Linked DNA regions of Sus scrofa: region 2 is linked to region 1. Evidence: chromatin contacts called from public HiChIP or PLAC-seq data. All regions are on one chromosome and are shown on one strand. Each heading gives the region's core, a stretch centred on a gene start, on an enhancer-like site or on the middle of the called end of the contact. The rest is flanking DNA. Distances are from core to core; before and after follow the strand shown.

What was found. HiChIP or PLAC-seq counts read pairs in DNA pulled down with a chosen protein or histone mark.
Region 2: a contact with region 1 is called in an H3K27ac HiChIP or PLAC-seq map of skeletal muscle. The contact joins the promoter of CAPZB here to the enhancer-like site in region 1. A contact is called at or near these places in 1 of 5 promoter capture datasets (liver), 10 of 47 Hi-C or Micro-C datasets (alveolar macrophages, blood, heart right ventricle and 4 more) and 2 of 2 datasets of contacts at active chromatin or transcription factors (alveolar macrophages and skeletal muscle).

What each region holds. Positions count from the first base shown.
Region 1 is chr6:77,866,888-77,872,119 of Sscrofa11.1, reverse strand. All of the region lies in intron 1 of CAPZB (capping actin protein of muscle Z-line beta subunit), which reads left to right. Among named protein-coding and RNA genes, the nearest start is that of CAPZB, 43 kb to the left of the region's middle. Within about 2 kb of position 1,454, at least 20 of the 83 cell types and tissues checked have an H3K27ac peak or open chromatin away from gene starts, as enhancers often do. A contact at or near this core is called in skeletal muscle, where this site is marked.
Region 2 is chr6:77,909,854-77,915,349 of Sscrofa11.1, reverse strand. CAPZB (capping actin protein of muscle Z-line beta subunit) reads left to right here and starts at 2,733. Exons shown (of 9, transcript NM_001113444.1): 1 at 2,733-2,837. The coding sequence starts at 2,835.

The sequences.
Region 1 (5,232 bases), core at 205-2,704:
GCAGAGCAGCTGGCCTTAGGCTAGACCGAAATGTCCCCTTTCACTGCGGAAAAGTTGGACTGAGCTGCCAGGGTTGGATTTCGAGAGGAATGTTTTATCTACATAAGAGAGCAGATTGTTTTTACATCATCTCTCCCAATGTCTATTTCTAACACATACTCATTACAAACGCATCTTGTACTAAGGTATTTTTTGAATGATTATACTCGAAAGTGCTTTCTAAGCAGTTTTTTGGGTGGGGCAGCAATACATGTGTGTTTCACTCCAGCCGATGGAAAGTGTGGTAGCATCCTTCTGCCTGGTTATGCCCTGGCCCTGCCCTGCTTTCTTATGCCTGGGCAAACGATGTCCCAGCAGCTGGAGAAACTGCTGGAGTTCTATATGTCAGGACCTTGATTCCCTCAGAAAATCCACAGAAACCTCAAAAGTACACTCCAGGGCAGAATCGAACAGGAATGAGATCAGCACGTCAGTGGACCTGACCCTGGGGACACCCAATGGCGAGTGGTCTCAGAATCGTGACGTATGCAAGGTGCAGGCAGAGCCAGGCATGTGTAGCCAGAAGACTTCTTTCCCACAGGCCTCTCTTACCTAGGATGTGCCACCAGGATCCATACCTCCTTGGACTTGGGGGGAGCTCACAGCTTCGTCCATCCTACAGGAATGCCTCCTGGCTGAGGAGGAAACCTGGTTTCCATCACTGATTGGAAACGGATTCCTCCCCCTGCCCCCTTGCTCTGGATGTGATCTTCCTATGAGAATCAGCTAAGCCATTTCCCCCTGTCAGAGGACATCCCAGCCCCGGCCAGCTGTCTGCTGTTGGTTATAAGGGAAACCAAAAGAAGGCATGGGCAGCCCTTGCCAGTGACCTTGACGGCTGCTCAGGGCCTGTCAGTCTCCGGTGGGAAGTCGGGTACCTGTCTGTGTACTAGCGTGTTTTAACAACTCAGTGTGTTTTGAGAGCTGAAATCCTAACCTGGGCCCTCCCAGGGCCCTGGCTCCTGTCCCGAGGCTCACCAGTGAGGCCACATAGGAAAGCAGGCGAGTAGGATACCTTGGGTGTGGATTCCAGTTCTCTGTATGAGCTTGGAGGAGTCCTGGGCCTCTCTGAGCATCGGATTCCGCAGAGGGCGTGGGAAGCCTCCGGGCTCATTTTCCGGAGTTACCTCGGTGTGCCGCGCAGCGCTGAGACCTTGGGAAAACCACCTCTTTTCACTCAGCAGGCTCTGGGTTTCCTTCAGTTTCCTTCCTAATTGAATTTTCTCATTAAAACCTGCCTTCCCCAAGCTGTTGGGCAGCGGTACCCTTTCGAGGTGGTGGAAGAGCGGCTGGCTCTCTTGGGTTCGTTTCTCCCTCCACTTCACCGGTGTCTAATTGAAGTACACTCAGCAGCACATGGTTAAAGTGGCGCGTTGGCCATTTCTGTTAGTTTTATGATAACATGTAACATCTGCCTCCCCCCACTCCCTTCCTCCTGCGTCTGATCCTGCACTCCCCAGCCTTCCAGCCTCTTGCTAAGCAGCGATCCAGCTGGCAGAGCAGGAACAAGTGTTTCTGTAAGCATTCCCACGATCCTTTAAGTGAGGAGCGTGACCTCGGAACCATGTGCCCGGTCCCCGCCCCGACGTAGGAGGAGGTGGGAGGTAAGAACAATACTCGGATGGATGGATTCCCTGTCTGGGGCACTGCCGAACGCGGAGCGTCTGTAGGCCATCCAGACACAAGCATTCTCCTGGGATTCAAGGGTTAGAGGGGAAAGTGAATTGATTTCTACCTTCTTGTTAGAAGCAAGAGCCCAGCAAAACAGTCAGCTCTGCTTTTCTAAGCTCTCCTGTGGTGCCTCCCATTCGTTTTGGTCACGGGACTTAGGAGTGAAGTTTTAAAAAATGGGCCAAGTAGAGCAGCGCTGTTTTCTTTGTGTCATGAAGCTCTCCCATGGCTTGCTTTGCCAAGGTCCCTGGTAAACGGTTTATCTCGCCTCCCTGGGCTGGTGGGAGCACGTGGGGGAATGCGCTCCTAGCTTTGGAAAACGAGGAGGGCGTCTTGCTGCGACGGAGCCGGGAGCAGGTCTCACTGCCCCTCGTGCTCTCTTGCTAATGGCTTTTCCAGTTGCAGAGACTCCTCCGTTTCGTATCAAGTATTGCCGTCTGTGCCGAGGGTGCATGTGCTTCCCAGGCGGCTGCCTCGGCAGCCTGCAGTTACCGGTGTGACCAAGGGACAGGAGACGATTGATGCTACTTTATTTCCTTTATCGGGAGTGAGCGAGCATCCTGCTCACAGACTTATTGAAGAAGGCGTGGCTCTGTGACTTTCCTCTGAAGGTGAGGAGGTCCGAGCTGGAGGTGGTTAGGGTGGTAACGTCCCGGCCCTTGAGTTGACTGTTCAGCACCTTGTCCTGAAATTTCTCCCGATCCTGCTCGCAAAAGAGACATGTCTTATGTTCATGTGACTCCCTGAATCACATGACTGCTTTTAACGAAAGTGTCTGGATGGGATACAGTTTAATCTTCCATGGGGCAGAAAAACGCGCTTCTGAGAAACGGAGCATCCGGATTCAGAGAATTGTCTCTGCGCCCTCCTTGGGTTGCGGCCCCTAGAGGTGTGTTGAAATAGGCGCTGCGCACCCGAGCACTTTGCTCCCAGTCGCTGCCGTGCTGTTTTCTAGAGGTTGGCAGAAGGCCAGAGAAGCCTTCATTTGGAAGTTTTAGCTTCTGTCCTTCTACCTTTTTTCTCTGCCTCTTCTCTGTCCACTTAGCTTATAAACTTGAGGCTGCGGTGACTCCCTCCCAGGTGCGTGCCATGTGCTGTGTGAGGACACCCCCCACCTGATCCAGCAGATAACAGTGTGAAGGGTGTTACCCTTGTTTTCTAGATGCGGAGACAAGCCTCGAAAGAGCTGAGTGGCTTGTCCAGGGTCACGCAGCTGGGACCTGGTGGAGTCAGCACTTGAATGCAGACCACCTCTCTTGAACCCGTGCCGTGAGCCTCCCAGCCTTGCTCAGCTGGGCAGGAGCGTTAAGTTCCACTTCTCTTGGAGCCTTGAAGGCAAGAAGGTGGCTGCTGTGGTCCTTAGGATAAGAAGGGACCCTGGTAGCAGCAGATGGCCTGGCTGCTGGACAGTATAGAGAGACCTGCCTTTGAGTCCCAGCCCCGTGGCCATCGCCTGGAACCTCACAGTGTCACAGTGTTTCCTGTGAGAATAGCAGTTACCTCCCGGTACTGTTCATAAGATTGGAGGAAGCAGTGGCACGTAGAGACTTAGAGCAATGTTGTGATAAGTGTGAGCTATTGTTTTTATTAACCCATTTTAAGCCCTTAAGTCCGAGGCTACTGTGGAATAGCCACCCGGTGAAAGGCTTGTTAGCACTCGTGAAAGGCATATGAGCAGTCACTGCAGTGTTGCCAGCAGAGCCCGCCCTGGACGGTTGGGGACCAGGTGGTCCTGCTCCTGCTATGCAGGGCTTGAGCTTAGTCTCTGGTTTTCAGAAAGGTATCTTGGGACCAGAACTTGTTGCTTCTCTTTAATTATTTTGCTCATTGAACAATCTTGGCTCCCTCCTTATCTACCAACTTTCTTGAGACGTAGGAGTCATCATTCAGAGGAGGATGGAAGGAAAGTTTTGAGCTTGTGAAAGTGTCTTGTTGGCAAGATGTTCTTCAGCTCTGAGGAAACTTGTCTGTGGATAGAGGAGAGGTGTTTTCACTCGTAAAGACACGTGTCATCTGGCCCAGAGGAGCCAAAAAGGGGCGGCTGTGACTTGTTTGATTTTCAGACTCTTGTTCCATGGCCACCTGCGTGCGTGCTTTCCAGTAATGTTAACGACAGAAGTGGAGGGGTGTGTGTGTGTGAGAGAGAGAGACAGAGTGTGTGTGTGTGTGTGTGTGTGTGTGTGTGTGTGTGTGTGTGTGTGTGTGTGTGTGTGTGTTTTGATTCTCTGTAGGAATATTAGGGTCTGGTGCCCTCTGAAACTAAACTCTGTGGAGGAGGATGGTGACAGGACTTGTTTTTTAGTTGAACATTTAATATGTTTTAGAAACTGTCCTAGTGCAGTTCCCTGGTGGCTCAGCAAATTAGGGATCCAGCATTGTCACTGCTGTGGCTCAGGTTGCTGCTGTGGCATGGGTTCCATCACTGACCTGGGAACTTATGCATGCCTTGGGGATGGCCAAAAAAGAGAAAAACAAAAACACCGCATGTGGCAGGACCCGCATGTTCTGTGCTGCGCTGTGCCTGTGGTTGATAGTGTGGAGTAGCTGTAGGAAGGAGCTGCCCCTGAGTTGGATAGGGCAGGTGGAGATGGGGGCGGGCATTGCATGTTGACTCCCGCTGGCATTGGACATAGGAGCTCAGGAACCCAGGAGAGAAACTGCTTTGGTCCATGTGTGAGCACTATTTTTCTCTTCCTCAAACCTCCCTTCGGACATAAGTCAAAAGGCAGCACAGCCCTCTGCTAGATGAAATGCTTAGATTGATGAAGGCTTTATCTCCCCCCCCAATCCTTTAAATCTTGCTTCTTTCCCGTCATGACGGGTCCATTGTGCTGTTTGCATTTGGGGCCCAGGGCCTCCCCCACACCTTTGGAAGCCATGTCCAGTGTGTTACTGGCGGAAACCCATGGCCAAGTGTTAGAGATTTCATCCAGGCCATCTTATAAATCAGTTCGGGGGAAGGTTTATGTGAATTGGCTGCTTCTGCTATGAAAAGGGGAGTATGCTATTCTCAGCCTTCGTCAATGAACATGTGGATGTTTTTTCCCAAAATATTTTTATCTCTTCTTTGCAATACAGGGACATTCTGCTTTAATTATCTTTGACTTTGGTGAAAGGCTTCTTGAGTTTCTTATGCCATCGAGGTAGAAAAGGACAGCATGTATGACATCCATTGAAGACGTTTCAGAATCGCCGCTACTTAAGTGTCAGAATACCAGTTGACAAAGTGGAGGGATTAGTCGCTTGTTACATGAAACCAGCCAGGATCCTGCAGAGGCAGCAGCTGTGGACATCTGTGAAACATTAATGATTAGACAACAGGTAACGGAGCCTTGCAGATCATCTGGAGGGGTCCAGGAAGCCATCAAGCAGGGAAACTGTCTGAAAAGGCTTTAGCGTATTTTGAGAAGTCCTCCGGTCAGTGAGAGTGTTGGGGAGAATGGAGTCTGTAATGCAGAGTGGCAGGAGATTTCAGAATTTCTTAGATGATAGAACTGTCCCTAATTTAAAAAAAGAAAAGGA
Region 2 (5,496 bases), core at 1,484-3,983, 42 kb before region 1:
TAAGCTCTGGTTCCAGAATGTCTGGCTTTGCAATCATTAGCAATGTGATTTCTGGTAAGTGACTTAACCTCTCTGTGCCTCTGTTCCCTCACTTGTAAAATGGGATAGCACTGTCCTCATAACGCTTTAATGAGGATGAAATAATACCGGTAATGCATTTTGGATACTAATCTTTTTTTTTTTTTTCCTGCTTTTTAGGGCTTCACCTGTGGCATATGGAGGTTCCCAGGCTAGGGGTGGAATCAGAGCTGTAGCCGCTGGCGGTGCCATACCTGAGCTGCCTCTGTGACCTACACCACAGCTTGCGGCAACGCAGGATCCTTAACCCACTGAGCAGGGCCAAGGATCGAACCTGTGTCCTCATGGATATTGGTTGGATTCGTTTCCGCTGAGCCATGATGGGAACTCTGGTAATGCGTTTTGAATGGCATGGCTTCCTTTGATCTTATTTCCATCAAGTAAACACTGCAAATGTCGCTTCTTTCGCAAAACTTTCCTTCATGCCTTTATTCCTTAGCTTCCAGGAGGGACACCACCTTCTCGTAGTCTTCTTCCCGCCTCCCAGGTCCCTCTTTCTCAGGCTCCTTGCTGGTTCCTCTTTCTCTTCTTGACCACTTCTCTCTCCACTAGCCTCCTAAGTGAGCTCATCTAGGTGTCTGATGCTTTTAAGCACCTCAAACTATCATCAGCTAACAGTTCTCAAAAACGTATCACCAACTTCGAACTTTCCTATCTGATTATTTGACATCTCTATTTAAACCTCCAAAAGGCATCTCAAACATCACTAGCCCCAAACTGACTCTTAACAGCACCCCCCAACCCCCCCCAAACCCCTGTTCCTCCCACAGCCTTCCACAGATGAATAAATGGCAAATCCTTCTGGTGTTAATCAAGCTAAAAATCTTAGCATCATCCTGACTCCTTTCCTCTTCTCATGCCCACGAAGCATTTGCATCTCCCTTGCATTTACCTCCTCAGGCCTTTGTTATGAAGATTAAATGAGTTATTATTTGCAAAGTGCTTAACAGCATCACATAGGAAGTTCCACAGAAGTGTTTTTAAATAAATAAAAAATGCCTTCGATACAGAAATGGCTTTCTAATAGCCCTAGTCCCCCTACAGTCCATTCAGAACACAGCAGCCTCCGGATCCTTGCAAAGGCCAGGCCAGATCTGGTCCCTGCGCTGCACCTCTCTGACCTCAGCTGCCTTGGCTCTGGGCTAGCCACCTCAGCCTCCTTGGGCCATGAACACCCCAGGGCCTGTCCCCATGAGCTCTTTTCCCTTGCTGTTCCTTGTGCCTCCCTCTGATCAAGTGTTACTTTCTAAATCAGGCCTCCTCTGGCCCCACTTTGTTCATCTGCCTGCCTCCCTCTGATTTTCCTCCACATCTCTAATCACCACCTGACACTGTATCTATTTAGTAGCTGATTGTCTCCCCTTCCCCTGGTCCAAGCTCTGCAACAACATGGACTGTCCTGTTCATTGCTCTAAACTTAGAGCCCAGAGCAGTGCTCCTTACAGGGTAGATGCTCAATAAATACTTACACCAAGTGAAAATTCCAAAGTGCCACGCCCTTTCTCTGAATTCCTGTAATACAGGTCTGTATCACTCTTGTGGGACTTAGCTGAACTACTTTTATGCCAGTGGCAGCTGTTCCTCCACTATGAGTTACCTGAGGATGGGGGTCTGGGTCACAGCCTGGTTTGTGGTCCTCATTTCTGTCCTTCGTGCAACACTTTACACTTAGTCCTCTCATAGGGGCCTGATTTAAATCTCACAAAAGAGAGAGCAAGCTAGGGAAGGCAGTTATTATTAGCAGGGCTAGCGTCCCAGGTCTCCTGCCTTCTAGACCAGGCCTAATAAATATTTGTTGAATGAAGAAGGAGAGAGAGAGAAAAAAAAGAATTTCTGAGTCACCGTGGAATGAGGTAGCCCTACTGGGCAAATGGGTGGGTTCTCTGCAGCACATCTAAAAATACCCTCAACATGTAACATTTATTGGGCCGGGTTTTCTAATTTCTACTGTGTCGTCCTAATATCATTCCTGCAGCAGGTAGTTGTGAGAGCATCTTTACATGTCACCTGGTATACCGGCCTGTATACGTACGGCCGGTGCTCAGTGACTGGTGTGACCTGAGGCTGATTTTTTAGAGATCCGGCTCAAGTGCAGTGACTTGCTCCAGGTCCCACACGGAACAAGCGGCAGTGCTGGGATTCCATCTGAGGTTCGCTCACTACGCTCTCTCAGGGAAGGGCTGGCTCCGCGGGCCGCACCAGTTCCGGGTCCGCCGCAGGAGCAAGCGCGTGCACTGGGTGGGGCGGGGAGGGACTGACCCCTCCCAGCCCCAGTGCCTTCCGCATCCTCGCCCGGAGGCCTGCGGGCACCGTCCCTCTGCCACCACCCGCAGCTGCACCCACAGGACCCGGGTTGGATCTGGCTACACGCAGAAGGCCGCTCGGGGCCGGAGCTGCAGTGAGTACCCTCCCCAGGACCCCCGGACCCGCCCACCCGTCCCGCCGACCGCTGCGCCCCGCCCCGCTCGCAAGCCCCGCCCCTCACTTCCCCGTTCTCTGCTCCTCCCCCTCGCCGAGCTCCATACTTGGCGATCGCCGCGGCCCTGCGCGCTCATTGGCCGAGAGCCGGCTGCGTGGGGGGCGGGCCCAGGCTGGGCCGGGGCGGGGAAGGAAGGTGGCGGCGGCCCGGCGCGGGGGGAGGGGGGCGCTGACCCGGATGTTCACTCCTGGGCACCCGGGGAAGTGGAAGCGCCGGGCCCTGCTGCGGGGGGGAGAGCCACAGACGCCGGGACGGGACCGCCGCCGCCGCCGCCACCATGGTAAAGGCCCGACGCTCCCCTTCCCCCAGGCCTGGGAGCCCCACTGGAGCTCGCGTCCCCCTCCTCCCGCCCACCCCCGGCCCGGGAAGGGTGGGTTCACCGGGTGGGGGAGGGGCGAGGTCCCGGAGCCCAGGTAGACACCATCCTCATCCGCTCCAGAAGGGGCCACCGGCCTGGGCGGCTTAGGTGTGCAGCGACTCTGCCTCTTGCTCCTAGCCCCCGCTGTTGGCTCAAGCTAGCGTCTCATACTCCACCGCTGGGTGTAGGCTAATCTCCCCCATGGCCCAGGGTAGACCCTCCTGGACCCGTGGTCCAGGCCAGGCACCCCCTACAAGGACCCAGGCGTGGTCCTTCTTTCTCCTCTTGGCCCAGGCCAGGTCCCCATCCCCCGTCCCTACGGCCCAAGCTAGGCCGTCTTTATTTCCTCCCATAGCCCTGGCTAGGCCTCTGTCCCCTACCTCCCCTCTTCTCGGTGACCTCAGTCCAGACCCCCGTTAACCCGTCCTCCAGTGGCCTCAGCCCACATTGGTTCCTCTCTCCTGCATGACTTCAGCCTAAATCTTCTCTTCCCGCCGTGGTTTAAGTCTGGACCCCTCTTTTCCACCCCTGGCCCCGGCCTGGACGTCACACCGTCCCCCGTCCCCCGCCCCGATTCTCTTCTCCGGACTTCTCACCACTCTTGGCGTAGCTTGCGTCAGCCCCGCTCTCTCCTGGGCTTTACCCTCCCTCCTGGGCCCTGCTCCCTACCCAGGTGGTCCCCTCGCCTCTACCTGGGGCGAACCTTCTTTGCTACCACTGGGAAGCGAGAGCGGCTCTCCAGCTCGGGTGGGGATGGGGGTCCCGGGGCTGTGCCGTATCAGGTTGGAGGGGTGCCCCTTTTCTGGGAGGCCTCCTGGGAGCGAGCGAGGGCAGGGCGGGCATCCGTGTGCCCGGAAGGCAGCGGGGCGCTCTTCGGGCCCTTCCCCTGGCCGCCGCCTCGGTGCCGCGGGGTGCGGTACTGGCGGAGCGTCCGGCCGGACGACCAGGGTCCAGGGCGATGGGGCGTGAGCGGGTGCGAAGGGATGTGGGTGGGGGAGCCGGCGGCACAGGGATGAACGCACAATCGCCCTTGTGAGGCTGCCGCCCTTGGGGGCCCCCGGGCTCTGAGGCCACCAGACGGCCCGGACACGATGCACCCTAGCAGGCGCAGCCTCCCTTTCCCCCTCAACTGTCAGCTCGTGAGGGTTGGAACTGCTGATTATGGAGGTGCCACGGATCAGGTGAGCCAGACTCCGAGGGAGAGAGTTCGCTCGGCCTGTGCTGTTTGTTTTGGTAATGAGGGCAGGTGCTCTGGGGGCGCTCCGACTGGCCAGAGGTTTCACCTAGACCCTGACACGTGAGCCCTCTACCCTCCCTTCGCTTTGGAACCTTCTGCAGGGCAGGCCCAGCGCCCAGGTTGGAAGGGCCAGAGGGCTTCTCCCTCACGTGGCCAAGGAGCCTTTGGAGAGTGGACTGAGACTCAGGCCAGCCACCTGCTCCTGCCGGGTGCAGGCAGATGTTTACATGTGGACTTTGGGCCCCAAAGGGTTTTGAGGCTCTCAGTTCCTTGTTTAAGGAAGGGCTGTTGCTGCTGAACTAGGGTGACTAATTCAGAGTGCCTGAGTTTTTTCTTAATGCTTTCCTGTACGTTGATTTAAAACGTGCCCGCTGTAATTGGGCTTCTCTGATAGCATCAGCAGAGAATTGGCCACATGAGAAGTGGCCCAGCCCCAGGCCTGGATGGGGAAGGACTTCTCCAGGACAGTTTTGGGTGAGGACTTGAAAAGCAGAGTATAGATTTGCTGTCGGGGCAAAAGCAGGAGAGGATGGTTGGGTGGCCAGGTGGGGCTGCTGGAGGCGGCATTTCTGGCATCATAGGAGGGCTGGTGGTGGGGGAGGAGCCTCTTGCCACGTCTCTGAGTGCTTGAGTCTCCAAATGGGATGAGAAAATGCCTGTTTATGCCCAGGAGGGATATGATACATGAGGCTTCTCAAGAGTCCTGTATTTTGGTCTGATTTGGACAGTCTGAAAGTACTATGGAAAGGGTGGAGGAAAAAGGCAAACATTTCTTGATGTGTTGTTTTTTTTTTTTTTTTTTTTTTTTTTTTTTTCTGGCTTGAGTTTGTGTCTATGGAGTGTAGCTGCAGCTAGCCAGAGCCACAGCACTCGGTCGGCCGTCTGCCCTACCACAGCTCCGGCACGCCGATGTTAACTGACAGGCAGGATCGAACCGCACGCATGTTCTATCGGATCGTTAACACTGCGCCACGAGGCCTATGCCCACTAAAACTTGAGATAGTTGCTGTCCCCATTTTACAGGTGAAGAAGCTGAGGCTCCGGGTATGGGGTACCATACTCAAGATGTGCTCCATTGATGGAAGCACATCTGGCGGGCTCTAAGCTGTGTCCCTTCCATTGTCCCAGGCTGCTTTTGTGTTGAGGATGTGAAGGACACTGTAGAAAACATGATGATAGGTGCTCAGAGATGGCAAGAGAGCAGCACTTACTGACTTTTGGTTGTATACTGGGTCCTTTACATAGAGATGTCATTTCATAGGGAAACAGTAGGATGGTGATGCAGGCTTATTTAACGTGAGCTCTTTGAGGACAGGGATTTTTGCCTTGTCTTTTCCATGTCTG